Linked DNA regions of Sparus aurata: region 2 is linked to region 1. Evidence: chromatin contacts called from public Hi-C data. All regions are on one chromosome and are shown on one strand. The core of a region is the stretch at or near the end of the contact, and the rest is flanking DNA. Distances in the headings are between cores, read along the strand shown.

Region 1 (7,018 bases), core at 4,341-6,840:
GTCACATTTTTTAAGCCTTGAAGGGAAATACTGGATGTATCTAAAAAAGAAATGTTAGCTTGGAAATGGTTGGATGCTAATGTCTTTTACTGGTGGTCAAATGTGTTGTTAAACTTGGAATATGGTCCGATGTCCCTCCAAAATGTCTTTTCCCGTCATTTTTTAAGTTGTCGATTGATTGGGAAGTAGATTCCCTACATTTATACGTATTGCAACCTGACACACAGCAGCATATCATTATCCCAGCATTTGAGCTTCCCCACCTGACTGTGATGTCTGTGATTATGGGCTATAAAGACTTGAGAGAGTTTAACGGGGATGGAGGCTGGGGATGATGGATGGAAGGGTCGATCAAACACAACACTGTCTTCCAGGAGACTCCTTAACCTCACAAAGCAGATTTGATAACCAAACTGCTACTGTTACATGTTTATTTAAAGGTCAACAGACAATGGAGCTGCGCTTAAGTTAACAGGAAGCATTGGCTTATCGCCTGTATGAAAAGTTGGACTTTGGCATATGCGATTTGAAAGTGTTAAGTTCTGTTATTTGTACGCAGATGGTTGATCAAAATAGATATAAAGATATAAAGTACTGGCTTGTCCAGGAAATAGTCATGAGTGCTTATGTGCTTGTAGCCTTGGCCTAGTAATGTTGCTGTCTCCAGCCTCAGCACCAAAAAGTCTGATATCAACCAGACAATACTGGCCAAATACATATTGGCAAACTCGTCTCTTGTTAAGTGTTCATCTCTCTTGGCAGAAAACATTTGAGGCAGTCCAGGAAATAAATAGCTGAAGCACAGACGAAAAAACAATCTATGAATTTGGTTTTAATATTTCTTAATGTGCTTATTCCTTTGCTATAGAATGACCTTTTTTAGGGGAAAGTGCTGTTGCTGTATTTTTCCAGGCAAGCCTGCAAATGTCCACAGACACACAAACCCCCGAGCCAGACCCACAAACACACGACCTATATATACTATCTGGCCTTCTCATCATTTATCTTACAGCGGCAGAATCAGGATAGATTGGTTCAATTAGACTGGCCTTTAATGTAATCTGTTTAATCCATTTCTATCATCAAAGCCAATACCTACCTCTCTCCTTGGAGAGCGGGATTAGCCCTGCAAGTGCATCTCAGAGCGAGCGTCTCGCTATAAAAGCGCAGCCTCGGAGTCGCTCAGATCTCCTGGATATTTGCTCTTTACGGCTGGCCGTGGAGAAAACCGAGTGTCTCAAGTGAAGTTTTAATGGGTAAAGATTTAAGATCTTCATATCCTACCAGAGATTGCAAACACTGTTTGGCACAATGCACAGTGCCACAATAAAAAGACAGGGAGGATTTGATTCTTCCTGTTCCCTTTCTCTTCAAAGATTGCCGGAATGATTTCGTATCTGTAATGGGGAAAAAAACCCAGGATGGGGTTGCACCAGCTATTCTCTATTCTCATTCCTTCCCTGAATTTGTGTAGAACATTTCCACCGTTGTAACTGAAATGTTTTTGCCCCTAAAGACCGGTCAAGCAAGGAAAGGTTTGTGCCACCGTTCCAATTGAGGTTTCTAGAGCATCACAAGCTGCAACACGATTTCCCAAAAAAGACAGACAATCTATTGAACTGCCAATCCTTTGTAAATGTATGGATTTGCAAGTGTGGGGAAAATAATCTCACCAATTAAGCTAAACCAACAAATGTTACTTGGTGATTTAGTTGATTTTGTAATTTAAGGTATTGTCTCTTCTGTGAAATGTTATGTAAGATTATGACGTTTTTAGGTCGTTTGTGGACTATATCCCACACATGTTTTTTTAGTTTTGGAGCTAAATAGCTAGAAAGCTAATGTTGGTTTTGGCAGGTAGCCAGTTCAGTAAGCAGTTTAACTAATTTGGCAGTTAGTGTGCTTAAATATGTTGTCACAACTAATGTTAACATAGAAACTAGTTCCTGTTTACCTCAAGTAAATACAGTGATACGTAATGTGTACTCCTGTTGTTACAAAGCTGAGTTGGCCTTAAACCTGCAATACCTTATTTTTGGTCGCTTGGGGGCAGCTAAAACTAGTTTTGAAAACAACAGATCAACTCCTAAGTTGATATAATGTACACAATTAGATTTTTAAACACACACCAGATGTTGAGCTTCTTCTTTCTCTTCTTTCCAGCCGCTAAATGCTGCACTATGTTCATCTGCCAGTTGCTAACTGTGTCTTTCAGCTGTCTGCAGCTGAGCATGTACCGTAAAGTTGTCATTATTTGGCCTCTGTTATTGGAAGGTTTCGTCTCTTTTGTGAATTGTTATGTAGGATCTTACCATTTTCTGCATGTTATTTCCAAACCAGACTATGATATTTTCCTAAACCTAACCAAGTGGTTCAGGCACCTGACCCTAAACACACTGCAGCTGTTTCACAACATTAACGGTGCAAAACCCAATATGTGAAATGTTTCTCAGGAGGCTTAATTTTAATATCCAACCAGATGTGTCTTATTTATATTTGTTAACTTGACTGCAGAGCCCTGCATGAGCGAGGGGAAGAGGGGTAAGTCGAGTATCATAGTTTAAAGCTTAAGGGTCCAATTTGTGAGAAAGTTGATTTTTGACTCTCATTTCCACCTCGTCCATTATTGACGCTTTGGGATTGTAGGTCCGGTCTGTCACCATTGTGACTCATCAGTATCTGACAAGTTGGAAAACGTTACAAATTGGACCTTTAAGCCGTCGTATTTAACGGTTTGGAGTGAGAACACATGGCTATAGCTGGCTCTGTACAGCTGAGAGGCCCTTTAGATGGTTGTGATGATTCTCTGTCTCTGTTTAGATCCGTTCATTTTTGATAAACGGTTTCAATAAAAATATTGATTATAGCCACTTTCAGAACAACTGAACTCCAATTTCAGTGTCTGTCTCCTTTTTTTCATTTTTTCCTGCTACCTTATTGAAAAAGTGTGTTTGAGGACCCTGGGGCCTGTGAAAGCTATTCAAAAGCCATGACAAATTTCACCCCCCACCCCAAGAATGCATGGCTGTCAATGTGGCAACACGGATGTTTTCAAAATTCATGGATTTCATCCAGCAGCTGCAATCTGCTTTTACCTGCTGAGATTTCCGCGGGGAAGTGGGATTTTATTCTCAATACCCATCTATCCATCCCCCTACCCCGCTCGTCTCCGTACTCACACTGTCAGAAGAAAGAAGAAAATGATGTGCAGGTATTTACTACAGAATTCCCATTTTAGGCTGAAATGCATTTTAAAGATATATACTATATACACTCGGTGCACATGTTTGATCCCCTTTTCCACAATTCCTTACTCGACTACATATGAAATTCTTCCTCAACCAGTTTGGAAACACCAAGCTGATTTTTACTCAGTAGATTTAGGATATTTTCCTGCCAGCTTAAGTACAGTTTTTCCTCATATTTCCCACTCCGAGTGTGGATTACCTGTGTGATTGCCTTTCAGGAGAATTCCCCGTGCAGCATTAGCGACGCTGCTCGTCACAGCCGATGGAAGCGCTCCCATAGCTCTTTTCACAGTGTCGGGAACGCCTGCACATATTAAAGCAATACACGAGGCTGCTTGTCTGAGTCCACTGACTTTGTGTTTTTAATGGCTTCGATGTGTGAGTGTGGAAATGTGTGTGATAACACTTGCTGGTAAAGACTCGGTGATAAAATGGTTCTGTCCGGCTTGGCTCGTGTACGCGGATGACAGCGTCGTCCTCCATAGCGGGCTCATTATGCCTCGCACACACACACACACAGCAGCGGACAGTGGTGTGACTTGAGTGCAGCTGACAGTTTTGATCGAAGCTGATTGATTGGACGACACAAGGCAGGGCTGCACATAGCAACATGGCCGGGTTAAGGGTTGGGGCTCCTGTGGCGTCTTCGGACACCCTGCACCCCCCTGCCCCCCCTCTTTGTTAACACGAGCCCTACTGCAAACCATATCTGACAGTGGATATTGATCAGGTGAATGGGAAGGATCAATGGTTGTTGATTGGGCGGAAAATACACGGCCAAGACTGGCCGCCTAGGTTTCGGGGATGCCAGCTTGAATCATTTCTTAAATAAGGTATAACATCGTAAACAACATTATTTCATCAAAGCTAAATTGCTTATACACACCTCAAGCTTTGGGTTTATTAGAATTGGCATCGATCTTGTAAGTATATTTGATCAAAGTTAGATTTTTATCCACATTTCTTCTCTCTTGATACTCATAAAAATATATCCCACGGCTAATATAGCCTAGCGTCAAAGAAATCATGCTGTTGGAGGTTAAATATGGGAATGAATTAATGATTTTGGTGTAAATATCTATTGATGAGAGATTACAACTAACATGTGGATCCAAAAGCATCTCAACACTCCATGCGTCAAGAATCATATCTGTACATTTACTGCCATCTGCTGCTCCACATAGGCATTGCATGTACAGATATCTCTTTCCTGTTGTTATCTAATATTTCCTTTCATTTTTTTTCCATAAGTGACTATTCTTATGTAAGTCAAAATTTACGGTCCACTAAACGTTTTAGAAGGTAAAAACTGGTTGTCAACTTTTCTATTACACCATAAAAAGTCAGAAAAGCTCCAGAAAGTTTGGAACAAGACTTGTTTTCTGAAGTACTCACAGCTCCTGCTCGGGTTTGAATTGCATTTATTCAATCTTACATTTTGAACCAGAGATTTTCCCACTGTACTGTTTCGTAGTCGCTTATAAATGTTTGAAATGCCCCAAACTTTTGTTGAGTCAGAAGTTTCTTTTGATCTGTTACTGTGAATATCAGGCTTTTATTGATTGCTTGGTCTATCTGTCCAATACCAATCTTCATATCTGTAGCAGTGCCTGCACATGCATGTGACACACTTGAAAAAAACATTAAAGGAAACATATCATGCAAATGTTCATGTTCATCATTTTATTTTGGGTTTCTACTAGAATATGTTTACATGCTTTAATGCTCGAAAGACACAACCGTGTCTTCACCCTCCTGTCTCTTTAAGAACAGAGGAGCTGTGCTAAATCATTTCTTACCTGCTAAACTACCTTCGAGACATAAATAACGCAAATGTGTGATTCCGTGATGTGGTCCGATGTCACAAAGTCACGTCATAAAGGCAGTACTGCTGACGAGGCGTTTCAGGAGCAGTGTTTTCTGTTGGAGAGAGGAGCTTCTGTTGGTGCGGACTTGAACCTTTAATAACTTTCAAGATCTTTACATGCAAAAGAACATATAAAGCACTGAAGGAAAGAAAAAACAAAACAAAACAGAAAGGTCTCCTGAACTTTGCCTCAAAAAATGTGAACAAAGAAATAATACAGGTTGACCAATAATTATCAAAATAAACCGATATGAAGATTGATACGTGTTTGACTGTGTTCACTGTGTTTCAAAAGGTCAGGCAGCTGTCTGTAGCTTTGGATGCATCATCTATTCGACGTGGATTTTAAAATAACTTTATCAGAAGGGCTCAGCTCCGTGCTGAGGGTGCAGCTCCGCCCCTGTCTGTCTGTTCCACCTGTCACATTTAAATTAACTTGAGTTTGCAAGTTTACTTCATTCCTTCACTTCAGCTGCAGGTAATATCACTTCAGCAAAGAAACATGGCGGTACGTCTCTTTGAGGGTAAAGTTCACGCAGCTGCTTACCTGCAGTACAGAGTAAGGCATCATGAATTAATCAGCAAGATTGTGGACTTTATGAAGAAAAAGGTGAGTGTATTCAAGTTTTCAGCATTTCAACAGGCTGCAACGTATTCATGTGTTGTGGTGCTGTGCTATCTAGCCCATGATACCTTAAATAAAAGTTAAGGTTATACGCTGATTGACCCAAAAAACTCTATCCCACCTCTAGCTGTTTTACCCTCTAAATAAGACAGAAGCGTACTTATTATAAGTGCTCTTGGGACTTATCAAATTAATGTTAAAAAAGGGAGATATTTGATCGTGAGCATTGTTAGCAATAATTAACTTTCATGGTGTAACTCCTTTTATTTCAAGACACCGAACCAGTTGAACCTTGCAGTGGATGTGGGCTGCGGTTCAGGCCAAGGGACGATCCCATTTTCTCCGTTTTTCACAAAGGTTGTTGGAACAGACGTCAGCTCCGCTCAGCTGGAGATGGCGCGGACCATTAGCAACCCTCCAAATGTATCATACAGGTAATTTACTGCATGTCATTCTATGTGTTTCACGGTGCAAAATGTCCTCCAAGGTGTGTGGATGCCTCTTTAAGACACCTTTCTGTTTCTAGTTAACAAAATATGTAAAGAAACCATGCCCATTGGACATGATGGCTCCTTTTTCTATACATATGCATAGTGAATTTCATACATTTATATGCATGTAGGAGGCAATGATTCACAGCAGGGGGCTCTATAGAGTCCCCTGGCCGCACCCACACCCAATCAAACTGAATTATCAAATTTTTTCACCAAAGTGACGTATATTCCGAGTTTGGTGAGTTTTGGGGTATGTCCAGGCCTCCAAAACTGTGCTCAGTGTTGAGAAAATGAAGAAGAAGAATCCTAGCAGATTCAATAGGGCCTCGAACTGTTAGTGCTCAGGCCCTAATAATCTAACTGCCTCATATATTTGCTGTTCACATTATATGCTGAAACACATTAAACCCCCTTTTCTCCCCACCTCCTTCTAAACTGTTCTGACTGTTGTGACCTCAGGCAGTGTCCAGCAGAGGAGCTGCCATTTGCTTCTGGTGAGGTGGATCTCGTGACAGCCATGACAGCGGCTCACTGGTTCGACCGCCAGAAGTTCCTCCTGGAAGTTGACAGGGTGCTGAGGCCCGGAGGCTGCCTGGCTCTGCTGAACTGCAGCCCAATAATGATTAAGCTGAAATATGGCGATGTATCCAACACGCTCAATGACATCTGTCAAGAGGTACGTTCAAAATGTAAAAATGTTGGCTGAATATGTCAACACTTGACACCACGCTCAGGGTGGGCAGCTCAAATGTCCTCATGATGTGTTCACTTTCTGATTGATCGG
Region 2 (6,064 bases), core at 589-3,088, 130 kb before region 1:
AGGATCTCTCTCCTCTTCTGAGAATCTGTCACGCTGTCTACAGACTCCTGGGAGTCCTCGCTCTCAGCAACAGTCGAAATCTGCAACAGACATAATACTTTCAGTTTAACAAAGACAATCAGTCATAAAAAACAACATCGGCTTCACTGCAAATATCTAGCAATCGCGTGCAAACTTGAAAACGATGCATGTAAGCAATCAGTGCCGCAAAAGCCTCTCACACCTGTACAGTCTGGACCTGTGGGGACTGGATGACTGAGGGCTGGGCAGCTTGGATCACCCCGTGCACTTGGACCGTCTGACCGTTGGGTAACTGCACTAAGGTGACTGTGGGACTGCTGGACGACACCTGGGCAGCTGCTATGGACGCCTGCAACCCATAAGCACACTACATCTTTATTCAGATCACAAGCGTCTCTCAGCAGCAGCACGTCACTGCTGCTTTGGAAAGTACTGTGTAACGTGTGGATTTTAAATCGCTTTTCCTTACAAAATTTACCTGGGCCAGACTGATCTGCTGGGCCTCAGACTCCGAGACAGCCGTTTCACCACTTTGCTGTGTGTCTGCACCAGCCTCCATGGTCATTTAAAAATCTGCACAACGTAAGAAACTGCTTGTTTGAACGTGTAACATGGTGATTAATACAGGAGCTGTCAGCACACACAAAGGGAATGAGAGAGAGGAGTGTAAGGTGTGCAGCAGACACTGGAGGTTGAGCCTGACACACACTGCTTGTTGATATATGAAAAAGAGGGTGTGGCTTAGCTAAACATGCTAGCATATACATCAACATCTTAAAGGAAACTCCAACAAGGAATAAGCTAACAAAAAAAACATAAAGCATGTGGCACTTTTTAAGACATGGCACCGTAACGTTAAGGTTCAATAATGCTCATATAGCAACAAGCCTCACACTTCCAATAAGCACCGGAGGCTAAAGCTAACTCCAGCTAATTAGCCGTGGAGTTATCGTTAGTGTTTCCAACTTACACTTAGCATTCTAGCTAGCTAGCTAGCTAGCTTCCATGCTAGCTTGAGCGGCAAACGCTCTGGCGCCTCTGCTAACGTGCTAACGAGCTAATAGGAATGCATTGGCTGTTAGCACAGTTAGCAGCCGATTATTTTAAATTTATCAAGACTACAACGCAGACATTTCAGTTTTTAACAGCTCGTATCGCAGCTTAGCGCTTTGCCGTGACGTTTAACCACAGTAGGAAATAAACAACATCGCATTAACCGGCTTGAATCAACACATAACGTTAGGTTGCTAGCTATGTGAGGGTAACTGGAGGGAAAGCTCTGCATGCAGTGCCAGTTTTGTTTGCAACTAGGGCACCCCACTTTCACTGAGCAGTTTTTGGGCTCAGGTTGACTCAAAACACACTGCTGGCAGGAATAACTGAGCTTCACATGGCTAGCTGCTTCCGTAACACATTTCTACATTGTTTAATAAACAGAAAATAACATTTAAGCCCACTCCCATATTAATACCTATGTGTTGCGAGTCAGCGAGCCTCGCAGAGACTGACTCATTTTGTGAGCCTCTGCAACACGGCCGCCATGATCTCTTTGTTGGCTTTGTGCGGATATTAGGCGCAAATAACTTCTCTGGGCAGCCATCTATCTGTTTAGCAAACATCGGATGCGTATCCTCTTACCAACACAGACTCGCTTCGTCACTCCCGGGTCTACGGAGCTCCACTTTTATTCAGACCGACACGTAAGAGACCGCGTCAGGCTACACCTCCGTCGCGTCACCGAGAACAACAACACGGAGAGGAGGACGAGGGAGACGACGACAGAGAAAATCAGCTCCGCCGACGGGACACGAGAGGAGGCGGAGAGCGGCGGAAACACCCGAGAGGCGCCGAGGAAGCGGTGGACGGCGACGGAGATTGCCGAGGGCAGCGCCGGACGTCGGAGAGCTGATCTGCGCATGCGCCAGGTTGTATAATACAACTTTAACATAAAAAAAGATGATTATTTAATATGACATCATTATTTTTATATATGACGTAACATTAAGTTTTACATACAAATGTAAAATAATATTTAATATGAAATTATAAATGATAATAAACTTAAACTTATTGAACTTATTTTTAATTATTTTTTACATTAAATTTTAAATCAGTATTTACATTTTATTATTTAAAGTAAATACTGATTATTTAAATACTTATTATTATTCTTATTCTTATTCTTATTATTCTTATCATTATTTGACCTTTCTCTCTTTTTAAAACGATTTTCCTTACAAATTAATTAAAGGGCCACGAAGTAATTTTGGAGAATTGTATAGTCTTTCACAATATCAATAAGATGATAATGCAAACTTAGAAATATTTATCCAAGCAAGCTGCTCTTGGAGGAAAATAAGCTCCCCAGAACACTGTTTGAGGCCGGAAAGGTGGCAGAGTCCGCCACATGTAAACAAAGTAAAACTGATTTAACTGTCTTGTCATTTAAGGTCCGTTTGTTTATAAAGTCATGGCAAAAAAAAACAAAAACAAAAAAAAAACAAAAAACGTCTTTATTTACTTTGTATTCTTAAAAAAAAAAGAAAGATCTGATTAAATCTAATTAAATTTGCCTTCCAAAACTACATACTGCACCTTTAATTATTTAATTTTATCACTGCATATTTACGATATAATATTAAATAATATTTATTGTCTCTATATTTTAAAGCTTTATCGGTAAATATGAAGCTCGCTGTTGGGATGGGATTTGAAAAAAAATAGGCTGCATTGCTATTCTGGTCCACATGGGGGCAGCAAAGTCACGTATTTATTCCCAGCATGCCACTCGGCACTGATTCTGCCCTGTTATGTTGTTAAGGCACATGTGTGCTTCTGTCCCATCCTGATATGATCAGTAATCTGTGAATAAAATCATCCTGCACAGTGTTTTCTGGCTTCCACACACCAAACCACGGTGAGATTTCATCGAAAAACCAGCGGGGTCCGGCCCCTGTATCACTTATTACGCGCTATTTACAGCGCCTCGTGATTGCCATTACATTTGCTTCTCCTTGGTTGTTCGAATCCAGCCATAAAATGCACTCATTAACTCTGTCGCTCTGTCAGCGTGGTGTGTGTGTGTGTGTGTGTGTGTGTGCTGCACGAGTGAAATGGCTTCTAAGCTGTGGCAGCTGGTCAAAATCCTGCAGGGAAAATGAGACTTCAGACCAATTTATGACCATCATCTCTACGTGCGAGGTCATTTCGTGAGGTCTCTTAACGCACACACACACACACACACACACACACACACACAAACAGATGTCAAACATACACTTCTTCAACCTATCGAGTGATTGACCGCGCCGCCGCTGACCTGACCAATCTTGTGTCCTTTACAAAAAAAAAAAAAAAGATAAATCTGCCAAAAAAAGTCTTAAATTTTGCGCTTTCCTCAAATTAAATCACAGATAGTGAACCTCGTGGTCACCTTGTTAAGCGCCCTCGCGGCAAATATGATAAATATTTGTCAGGAAGCGGCGTTTTGTATCCGTCCCGCCTCTTGATTGGACATTGATTCCCCTTAATGGTGACCACCAGCGAGGATAGCCTCAGCAAACCGTAATTAGCCCGCCGCATCCCTACGTGAACGAGAGGTTTCATCAGTTATCACTCAGTGTGAGCAAAGCTGTGCACGCTCAGATCATTTTCACAATTCCTGTGGAAGATTAGCCCACAATTTGTGCGCCTGTTGTGCATGTTTTGTCCATTTTTATGTCAATTTTCTCACTGTTTTGCAGACAGTGTTATAGAAATAAGCAAAAAACCTGGCGTAAGTTCACATTCAGGAGCTTTAACCTGTGATTTTCTCGGGACATTGTGATTTAAAAACACCTCCCGGCTCAACATTTTGTATAAATACATGTTTAATCCTGCGTCTTTTTATCACAGAGATCCACTGTCTTTTTTTTTTCTTTTGGGATTTGCTGCTAAAAACACATGAGCGCACAAACACAATCGCACTTCTTCTCTCCTTTATCACGACCATCTCGCTCTCTGAGTGCGTATCGCATGGTCGGCGTGCGATTAAAGCAAATTTCAGATTCTGACTGCTAATGCTGGTGAGCTCTGGCACAGAATATCTGATTGCAAAGGGTTTTTTTTCTTCTTCTTCTTCATCTTCTTCTTCTTCCTCTTCTTCTTCTTGCTCTTGCAGGAAGCAACGACCCTGGCTGTAAATCACTGCTGCAAACACCCACAAACAGCCGAGTAAAAACGATGCCACAGACGTCCAAAATGGTGTAGGAGGAGGAGGATGGGAGTTTAATCTTCGGAATATGAAGTAGAGACCTGACTCCAATCCATAGCCCTTCTCTCCTTGCTCCTTAAACCCAGCTGTCAAAGCCTCTGGCTTAACACAAGCCTCCAAAAACCCCATCGACAGCGAGCCCGATGACACTTTCCCCCAATTTTTTTGTGTCTCCCTGTTTCTTTATTTTCTCTCTCTGCTCTCTCGTTTTTTTTTTTTTTTAATCATGCGACCCGATCAAAACCACGAGACGTGCTGTCATCATTTAAATGCACTCCTCAATCAAACCCCCGGTTGAAATATCATACCTGTCACTCAAAGCAGGGCATTGTGGGAGATGTCTGCTCATATGTGTGTGTGTGGAGGTCATGTGGCGGCGTCCAGAGAGAGAGAGAGAGTCAGCGTATGAATACACGCAGCGCATTTGAATACCACTGACCTTATATGCATGCTTTTTTTTCCCATCGCAGGTTTGAATTACCTGAATCGCATATGAACCAGTGCACCTGGCTGGGGTTGCCATGGATACTGGGCCCCCACAGTCTGTCTGCCTCTCTCTCTCTCTCTCTTTCTGTCTCTCTCTCTTCCTCACACACATACGAGCGAGCGAGGGTTCTCAAAAATCTGGAGATGTGAGTTTTGCAGAGATACCCGGCGAAGAAAAAAAATAAAAAATATTGTGTTGTTGTGGAAGGCGCAGCATCAAGCTGCAGCTGCGAGGCGGGAGAGTTATCTAACACACAGAGATTGTGCTGACCCAGACCTCTTGCTAATCTAGGCTGCGGGCAACACCGTGTATTGGGCGATCTCAATCAATCCGTCAAGGTGTCAGCTCCTCCCCTCCCTCTCCATCTTTTCCTCCCGCAAGGTTTTTTTTTCCCCCCTCTCCCCTCTTTCCGCCCTCCCTTGCTCCTTCTATCTGAGCCTCTTTCTTTCTTCCTCCCTTGAAGGCGAAGTCGTGATTTTTCCAAGTTTCTTTTTAATACAACGCTTACGTACGTTGGAGCGATTTATTGGTCGCCGTCCTTGTTCTTCATTCCAGAAGTTCAGCCGAAGCTATCACCAAGCATCAGCAGTTGGACAAATAAAGTGGGTGTCTTTCAAAGTAATGAAAGGATTTTGTTCCCTGGACACACCAACACCCAAAAAACCTGAATGCAAATGCCTGAATTACGATGCAAAGATCTTTTGCCAGTGTCATTATAAAAAAATCATTGTTTTCTCCATCAGTTATATTCAGTCAAGCCACAGACTGGGTTTTAGGTGCCACAGCGAGACCCGGCCTTCGAAAAAAATGATTCACCTCTCAGGGCTTTTTTCCACCAACGTGGTTAAGATCCACTTCACCTCAGCTGCATTTCCATCTAAGTGCTCTGGGTAAAGTACACTTTGAACCTGACCCTGACAGTCAAAATGCAAAAATTACCGTTCCAGTGTTTCATGAACTGAACTGAAGCGGACTGCTCGGTGGAAGCAAGGCTTCAGTTCCCAGCTAGAAGAAAAAGACAGGAGGTTTTCTCTTGATTTAAAGTCAGCGTATCATGTACAGGTGGTTGTGCATTGTGCAACGACCTCTTTGATGATGATAGTTTGGCTCAAAACTGGTGGAAGCTTACACTCGTTCACTAGATAGCACCAAGGTTTCAAGAACCCTGAACAGCTGATTGAATAGAATTTACGCTGGAAAGACTGTTGGCCAATTGGGAAACCCCGATGTGACACGGATTGCCCTTGTTTAAACAAAATCCATTATCAGCGTGTCCCTAATGATGTAATTGAAGATTTGTTGGC

The links. A called contact is a pair of places that touch in the nucleus more often than the background predicts.
Region 2: a Hi-C map of skeletal muscle shows a contact between it and region 1, with 10 times the contacts expected there. The contact joins the promoter of LOC115577144 here to the promoter of LOC115576828 in region 1. A contact is called at or near these places in 2 of 2 Hi-C or Micro-C datasets (skeletal muscle and an unstated tissue).

What each region holds. Positions count from the first base shown.
Region 1 is chr24:15,134,947-15,141,964 of fSpaAur1.1, reverse strand. LOC115576828 reads left to right here and starts at 5,590. Exons shown (of 6, transcript XM_030409406.1): 1 at 5,590-5,725; 2 at 6,014-6,174; 3 at 6,694-6,910. The coding sequence starts at 5,618.
Region 2 is chr24:15,260,622-15,266,685 of fSpaAur1.1, reverse strand. It overlaps LOC115577144 (cyclic AMP-responsive element-binding protein 1-like), which reads right to left and starts at 1,838. Exons shown (of 8, transcript XM_030409982.1): 1 at 1,493-1,838; 2 at 491-594; 3 at 224-388; 4 at 1-80. The coding sequence starts at 586.